Linked DNA regions of Ovis aries: region 2 is linked to region 1. A link is a contact called in public Hi-C data. All regions are on one chromosome and are shown on one strand. Each heading gives the region's core, a stretch centred on a gene start, on an enhancer-like site or on the middle of the called end of the contact. The rest is flanking DNA. Distances are from core to core; before and after follow the strand shown. Region 1 holds the start of ZCWPW1 (zinc finger CW-type and PWWP domain containing 1). Region 2 holds the start of TAF6 (TATA-box binding protein associated factor 6).

The links. A called contact is a pair of places that touch in the nucleus more often than the background predicts.
Region 2: a Hi-C map of liver shows a contact between it and region 1, with 3 times the contacts expected there. The contact joins the promoter of TAF6 here to the promoter of ZCWPW1 in region 1. A contact is called at or near these places in 4 of 16 Hi-C or Micro-C datasets (hypothalamus, liver, skin fibroblasts and 1 more).

Annotation. Positions count from the first base shown.
Region 1 is chr24:36,544,007-36,548,214 of ARS-UI_Ramb_v3.0, forward strand. It overlaps ZCWPW1 (zinc finger CW-type and PWWP domain containing 1), which reads left to right and starts at 2,301. Exons shown (of 17, transcript XM_015104236.4): 1 at 2,301-2,456. It overlaps MEPCE (methylphosphate capping enzyme), which reads right to left and starts at 1,042. Exons shown (of 4, transcript XM_004021019.4): 1 at 1-1,042. The coding sequence starts at 453.
Region 2 is chr24:36,773,143-36,777,221 of ARS-UI_Ramb_v3.0, forward strand. It overlaps TAF6 (TATA-box binding protein associated factor 6), which reads left to right and starts at 2,286. Exons shown (of 15, transcript XM_027961724.2): 1 at 2,286-2,332. CNPY4 (canopy FGF signaling regulator 4) reads right to left here and starts at 1,962. Exons shown (of 6, transcript XM_004021025.5): 1 at 1,779-1,962. The coding sequence starts at 1,893.

The DNA of each region.
Region 1 (4,208 bases), core at 1,051-3,550:
ATTTCTCCTCTTGCCCCCACCTCCCCCTGGGGGCCGGTGGGGCTGATAGCCATTCCGGGGTCGAGGAGGAGCAGGGGGGCCCAGTTCTGTTCCGCCTCCTCCCCGTCGCTCCTCCCCCACGTCCGGGGGAGCGGCTCGCCCGTGCGGATCCGACAAGCAGGCCTCCCCGAGTGACTGCGCCTGGGGGCCGCCCCCTCGTTGCTGCTGCTGCGACTGACCGCCTCGAGGGGTGGATGCAGCCCCGGGGCTCTCCTTGCCGGCCATAGAGGCCGGGGATCCCGCCGAGTGAGCGCGCGGGCCCGGCGCACGCTGCGTCCCGCCGCGGAGCTCCCCGGAGGCGGCCTCTCGGTGCGGTTGCACCGTGGGGCCGCCCCCTCCGCCCGACTCATCTTTGAGCGGCGGCGGTGGGGCCGGCACCAGAAACGGCTCCTTCTCCGCCGCCATCTCGATCATTTCCTCCCCTTATTCCGTTCCAGTCGAGGGCAACCAGGGGGGCACCGGGGGCTTAACCCCCCTTCCTAGACCACGCTCCCTTCCCCCCGCCTCCTTCCCCGAGTGCGCGCGCAGTGCTGCTCGTCTCCCCTGGTCTCGCGCCCAAGCACCTCCCCGGAAAGCTCGCCCCACTCGCCCGCGAGACCAAAACAAGATGCCCGCGAGACCCGAACAACTCGAGGACTCAACCGCGCGTGCGCCGACCCCTTTCTCCTCTACCACTACCGCTCCGGCGCGAGCGCGCACGGCTGGGGCGCGTTCCTCTCTCCCTGGAATCACGCATGCGCACTCCGCCACCACCCTGATTGCGCGCGCATCGGAGTACGAACCAACTTAACGGCTCCGGGAGTTTAAATACAGCCCTTCTCAGCCCGCCCCCCACCCGCAGAAGCCCACCACCCCAAACTGACACCCTACTTCCCTTCGCAGCTATGTCCGTCCCTACTGATATCCTTTTGTCTCTGCCGCGCGATCCCACCCACCGTAGGCGGGGGACGGGGAGCTGGTGTGAAAAGGTCTCCTTGACACCCGACCCTTGTTCCTGAGGAATGAGTCTCAGCGGTCTCCGCCCGGCTCTAAACCCAGCAACCTCCCCACCCCGCCTCCTTCCTCCCCCTAGCGAGCAGCGCCTGCGCACACCCTTTTGGGCTTGCGCGGGTAGATGCAGCACGTGCTGGAGATGACGCCCCGCCCTCCGTGCTAGGGGCGGGGACTGTTACGTTACTTCCTAGGGTTTGGAACACGCAACATGCGTCAGCACGATTCGGAGGGCCGTGGCTAATGGGCGGGGCGGTCCGTATGAATTATTCATGACCCAGTTGCCCCCCCCCCCCCCCGCCCCGGTGCCCACCTATTTAGAAAGGCTTCCGAGGGAGCGGAGGGGTGCACCTAAAAAGGAGAGGAGGGGAAGGAGCGGAGCATACTGACCGTCTTCCTACGAACTGTTCTCAGTATAACACGATAGATCATTTTAACTCATCCCCCCCTGGAAAACAGTCTCTGCTGAACTGGAAAAAGAAAAAAAAAGCACTAAAACAGGCGATGTTGTCTTAACTTCCTCTTCCCCCTAAACAGCCGAGTCGTTCTCTCGCTCCCCGATCGCGATCACCTGGGGACACCACGCCCTCTCCGCCTCCACACCCACCTCCCGCACCAATGCCTCCGCCCACCACCCGACGCCAGCGCACGAGCCCCCCCAGCCCGGAGACAAGCTATCCGACGCCCACTACAGCTGCCAATAGCAGTACACCCAGCACCGCCGCCCCCCCCGCCCCCCACTCCGTACACAGGCTTTCCCGAGCACACGCTGCGGCTCCGAGCCGCCTTATATAAAAACGAATGTGGGCGAGGAAGAGATTTCGGTCCGCTTTGGGGGCTCCCTGCCTTAGCCTATGGGGAGGAAGCTACTGGACAGCCTTTCCACTGGGTGTTTGTTTGGTGGCTTGATTTCCTTGCCAACAGCGCTTGGGGTGCGGGTCCTGTGGCTGAGAAAAGGGTGGAAGAGGCGAGAATGGGGTTAAGGATAGATCTCAAATAAAATAACAAAATAAGGGGATGAAGGATACTAAGAAGAATGCGAATGAGGGCACGAAAAGAGGACGGAAAAGGCAGTCTGGGGCAGAGAAAGAAGTCAGTAAAAGGAAGATGTGCGTCTTGAAACATCAGGCGCTACGGCTGCCACCTAAAAAAAAAAAAGCGAGGCCAACGGGGATTATGGGATTTGTAGTTTTATAGGGTATTCGGTTGGAAGATGGCGGCGATGACTGCTGCGCAAAGGCAGAAACGGCCTCCAATTGCGCATGCGCATTAGCCCTGCGAGCACGCCGCCGGAGGAGGTGGAGCTTGCGAGTGGCCTCGCGCCTATCCTTGTTGGCGGGAAAACTGGTTGGAGGTTCGCGCGGCTGGTGGAGTCGCTGCAGTAACTCTGTCTGCTCCTCACCCTTAGAGCCTCTACGCACCAGAAGGTAGTTGGTGTTTTTCCGCTTGCACCTGAAGGTTCTAGGCTTGGCCAGTCTTGGCACCTGTCGCCTGAGGAAAAGTTTTCTCCTCAGGGTGATGGCTAGCTCTTATCCCTCTCCTCAGAATCTCTAGCCGCAGACTTGCTCCAAAGAGAAAACCAGAACTAAGTCAGTATTACGGTGCGCGATGTCGAGCTGAGCGAGAATGAGGATCCTGGTGTCTCCTCGTGTTGAGGGTGGGAATGGGGAGGGGGAGCTGAGGGGAAATTGTCTCATGGAGGGTGTTTCTTGATGGTGAGGAGAGGTTAGAGAGCCACTGTTTTACCCTTAGAGGAGTCATGGACTTCTGGCTCTGTGGTACCTCCGGTCTGAATTGCTGTGCTTTTAAGAGAGAATTGGTGAGGAAAGAGGAAAAATGTGGGTGTCTCCAAGTTCTTCCCTCTGGTTTGAAAAGTGAGATTAGGCCTTTTATTGTTCCAAATCTGAGCACTCTGTGAGGGGAAATGGTGCAGTGGTCTGGGAGTTCATGGGCATGGCCCCTTGGAAAGCAACACAGAATGGCTAGTTTGAGGTTGGCATTATTCCGGGCACCTGTGGAAGCTTTTCAGCGGTTAGATAGAAAGGGTCTGAACCAAGATCAGGGTACTAAAGAGTCTGTCTTGGTGATAATTGACCATGTCTCTCTGCTTCCTTGCACTCTCTGAACTTAAAGCTTTAGTCACCATTAATTTGAAGATTCCGTAAAAGGTTTTACTTAAAGTAGTTACGACAGTAAATGTCTTGTTTCATTGATAAGTCGTGTCAGACTCTTTTGCAACCCCATGAACTGTAGTCTGCCAGGATTTCCCCGGCAAGGATACTGGAGTGGGTTGCCATTTCCATTTCCAGGGGATCTTCCCGACCCTGGGATCAACTCACCTCACCTGCATTGGCAGGTGGGTTCTTTACCACTGAGCCACCAGGGAAGCCCCAAATGTCTTGTTAGGCAGCCTAGTATGGGTAATAAGGGTAGCTGGGATCAGTTTTTTTCCTTCTGTCTTGTTAAAAGTTTAGAATCATGCTTGCTGAGCGCACATGAGAGAAGGAAGGTGGAAAGAACAAACTTATTGATGGAGGCATGAAAATGAGAAGAAATCTACGTACCATTAGACATTAAGACAAAAAGAAATCAAACTCCAGCTTAAAGGAGAGTTAAAATATAGTCTTTATCTTATTTATTTATTGTTTTTTGGAGAGTTATATTTTATTTGGTGGACATTCTGAGGAACTCAAGCCTGGGAGGCAGCATCTTAGGTAACCCTGAGAAAAGTGCTTCCTCTGAAAATATAATCTTTATTTATTTTACAATATATATATTTACTTGTTTTGATCATTGCCTAACTACTCCCACTAGAATGTCAGCTCAGTGAGAATAGAAATTTGATCTTTTTTCCTTCTCAAAATATAGTTTTTAAATACAATTTTTTGAGGCTCACAGAGTCTGTGTTAGAGGGCAATTCTAAAGGGCTTATTTTTGTTCTCTTAGACCAAGGATTCCAGGGACAATATAAAGAGGGAGTAACTGGATCCTTGGGAGAAATTTGTGAACACATTCCGAGTGGAAGGAGGAGGATTAAGGCTTTTTGAAAAATACTGACAAGACTGAAGTAAGTTACTTAGCTAAGTCAGCTCTCAAACATTTTGGTCTGGGAATCCCTTTATTTTTAAATTAAATTTACTTATTTATTTGTGTCTGTTCTGGATCTCCATTGCTGCTCA
Region 2 (4,079 bases), core at 1,036-3,535, 230 kb after region 1:
TGACAATCCTGCTGGGTCTTGTTTCTTCACCTCTAAAATGAAGTGCCTCCATCACAGGGCTGTGGTGAGGATTAAATCAATCTATGTAAAGCCCCTAGAATAGTGCCTGGAAGATGGTGAGCACTGCATAACTGTTTGCTGTTTCCTGCAGTTATTTATTGAGCTCCTTCTGGATACACAATAGCAATACAGAGAGCAACAGACCCGTGACCCCTATCTACAGGACAGTGCCAGTGTCACTGGGGACAGATAAAAAGACGATGACAATATTTTGTAATGGACCCTACACTGGGGTGGGGAGGGGACGGAGATAAAACCAAGAGACTTAATCTCACTAGGAAATGCAAAATTCCCTCAATGGTCATTCACTGACTTCCTACTAGCCTGGGATCTCCTCAAGGATGAGCACTGTGTCTCTTCTACCACTGTCTTTCCAGTACCAGTGGGTCCCAAGAAAAGGAGTGGCCTACGCAGAAGTGCCAAGCAAACTCACCACAGGGGCAAGTAACAAAAGTATCTCACATATGCCTATGGCACTATGCTAGGACCGGGGAGATATAGGTACTCTCCTTCGCTCCAATACAGTGAGAGGTGACAGATAAGGAAGGAGGCTTCCAAAGGTGGTGACTTAAATTGGATGTTGAAGAACCAAGTACAGAAGAGTGTGGATCATTCCAGGCAAAGGACAAAAACAAAGTGCAATGGCACAGAGGAGCAAGAGGACCAGGCAGGTTCAGTGACCACTGAGAAGTTCAGTGTGGCTGAAGCATGGGCACTTTGGGGATGGGAGATAGGGTATGGAAATGTAAGAAAGATGGAGGCTTGTAAGAAAGAAAGAGACTTGAATGATGTGCCAAAAACGTGGAGTCTAATCACAGCAGGAGGCCTGAAGAGGTGTTAAAGCAAGGAGGGACTCAACTGAGCCTGTGTTTAGAAAGACTTGACAGGTGTAGCAGGTTAAGAGTGAGAACACAAATGAAAGGAAAGGAGCGGTTAGGACCATGTCATGAAGAACACTGATACTGAAATGCAGGGTGGAGTAAGGCAAAGGGGAATAGAATCCAGGAAGAAATTAAAGCCAAGAAGGCAACCAACTAGGGAACCAGGGCACTCCGCGGCTCAGCTCTGAAGTGCCCCCTCCCAGCTGGTCCCACAGATGCAGCTACAGAAGATGCTGCTCGATGAAAAATCCACACAGTGCAGACGCTCTGCAAAGCCTCACAGTTATGCGGAACCTCTCCCAGTTGTTTGGCCACCTCTGTCTTTTATGAGCTTCAAAGCCTGATTTATTCACTCTCAAACCCCCGCAGGAGGGCGTAGGGCCTGTAATTTGGGAGCGTCTCTGCTGGGGTGGAGCAGAGGATATCTACAAGGTAATGAGCCTGACAGCTCACTCCTGCAGGATCTTCAGATTTAGCTCTGGTCCTTTGGGGGAAACACACGCACACACACAGAGAAGATGCTGACTGGAGTGGGCGATCGGGCCGATAGTCTGAACTACAATTCCCACAAGCCACTGGGGCCCAAACCAGCAAGAAAAAGCAGGCAACCCCCCCACCCCCCTTCTGGATGTCTCATGGGAATTGGAGTGCCATAGTTTGGGGGTAGCGCTATGCGTTCCCTCTGTTGGCCCCATTCGAATTCCACCAGGCTCCATCAGAACCTTCCTCAGGTCCTCAAGGAGGTCGAGTGACCCACCCATCACGTTCCATTTGGTCTGGCCCAGACGAAGGAGGTAGGGCAGAAGGATGCGAATAGGGGCTACTCCCTTTAGATACCTTCGCATTTGCTGGGCAAGCGTTCTGTGTCATCGTCCTCCTCCTTCGGCGTCCCAGCCCAAGCACCGTACACAGTCAAAATGAAAAGCAACGTTCCCAACCGCACAGGTCCCATGACCAAGTGCCGTCCACAGCTAACCACCCCTTGCTTTCAAACCAACTTCGAGCAGGCAGCGGGCCCTTTAAATCGCCAGGCGGTCGGCGGCAACATTAATCCAGCCTGGCACGGGAGGCGCACGCGCAGTGCCGCCTCGAAAGAGGGCGGGGCCTCGCTGCGCTCTGGGCTTCCCCACCTGGTTTTGTGGCGCCTCCCGCAGGTCCTGGCCGCCGCATAGTGAAAGAATAAACTGAAGTAATTACAGCAAGAGAGTGTGCTCCTTACACGCAAGCATAGAGACACCGTTTTTATATCATTTCAGGCTCTGAGACTAGGGAGCTCACTCCGGCTCGGGGAAGGGGCAAGGGACCCGCTCTCGGTCTCTGCCAGGACCTGCTCCCGGAGGGGGCGGGGCCAATATGGCGCCGAGCGCCGGGTGAGCGGCGCTTTGGCGGCGGTGAGAGGCTTTTCCTGCGCTGGGCGTTCGGCTGGCGGGGGCGGGTCTGAGTGGTACCCGGGTCTAGACTCTTTGAAGGGCCCGTGTGGGGACCCAGAGGGGGACGGTTGGTTGAGTGTCCGTGTGCGTGGGGGCTCTGTGTGTTTGCACTGGAGGGATGTTGGGGGATGAGGTGGGCTCTGTACGCTTTCTTTCGCGCTGTACCCATTGCCTGGAGAACCTTCGACCCGCTTCCCTGCTGGGGAATGCTACACGGATCTAGATGAAGTTAATCTTCTGTGACGCCTCCTTGCCGCTCCAGTGACCTGAGGTTTCCTGAGGCCGTGGCGTGTTTTGTGAGCCTTTACACTGGCAGAGGGTACCGCGGGCTATCGAAGGATTAGTAGGAGCTCATCAGGGTACTGGGACACGACCGCCTCCTCTTTACTCGGCTCGAGGTCTAGAGTATGTGTTGAATAAATGTGTCCTCTGCAGATAAGATTTATAAAAGTGGGGGAGGAGACCTGGGATGGGTTGAGAAGAACGAAATTGTTTTTCCCTCCCCTCTTCTCGCCCCTCCATCAGGCCCACACCTGCCCCTCACCACCTTGCAGTCGCTCCTAAACACTTTTGACATTAGACTTCCTAATGCCAGGTTCAAGTGAACATTATGGCCAAGCTTGGGCCTATGTCTTGTTCGATAATAATGGTACCGAGTCCTTAGTGAGTTCCTAGTCTCTAAGCCTTACAACTCATATATTCAGCAGGTATTTGTTGAGTATCTGTCTGGGGACTCTGCATACATCAGTGAACATAACAAAGCTCTCTGTCCACACATAGAAGGGAAGGGGCGATGTAGTGAGAAGCATAAGAAGTAATACAGTATGTATCAGCAGACGTTAAATTCCATGGGAATTTAAAAAAAAAAAAGGCAGAGCCGGGGTGGGGTGCAGTATTAAACAGAGTAATGGGAATAGGCAGCCTGGGGACATCTAGGGAAGGGCATTCCAGGCAGAGGGAACAGAGCAAGACCACAAAGCAAAAACATGCCTGGCATCTTGGAACAGCAAGGAGGACCATGGGGCTGGATCATAGTGGAAGAAGGAAAGGAAAGGTCAGAGACTTGATGGGGAGATAGCAAATCATAAAGGACCCCGAAGACCGAAATAAGGATTTTGTATTCATGCTGTGGCACACTGGGAGCCAGTACAGGGTTTCGAGCAGAGAAATGACCCAATCTGATTTATATTTTGACAGAATCATTCTGGCTGCTAGGTTGGGAATAGATGTAGGGAGCAAGGATGCAAGCAGGAAGACCTTGTCAGGAGGCTCTTAAGGTTCCCCAGCAGGTGGGTAATGGTGAGCTGGCCACGCAGTGGGAGCAGAGGGATCAAGTCGGATCACCTGATGGGTCTGCGGTGAGGGCTCACATGATGAATAAGCATCTGGGTTAATGGCATTGCTATGAAGATGAGGAAAGCTGAGGCTGGAGCAGGTGGGGAGGGGGATGTCAGGAGTTGAGTTCAGAAGAAATTTTAAGTAGCCAGTTAAATATACAAGTCTGGAGTTGGGAATAAAGTTCTGGGTGGGGGATATAAATTTACCATCCTTAGCCTGTATGCAATACTGAAAGCTGTGAGAATGGTTGAGGTCATCAAGAGAATATGTATACCTCATAGCTATATGAGGACCAAAGGCAGGGCATTCCAGCATCAGGCAGATGAGGAGAAGAGGAAGAACCAGCAAAGGCAATGTAAAGGGGCTAGTG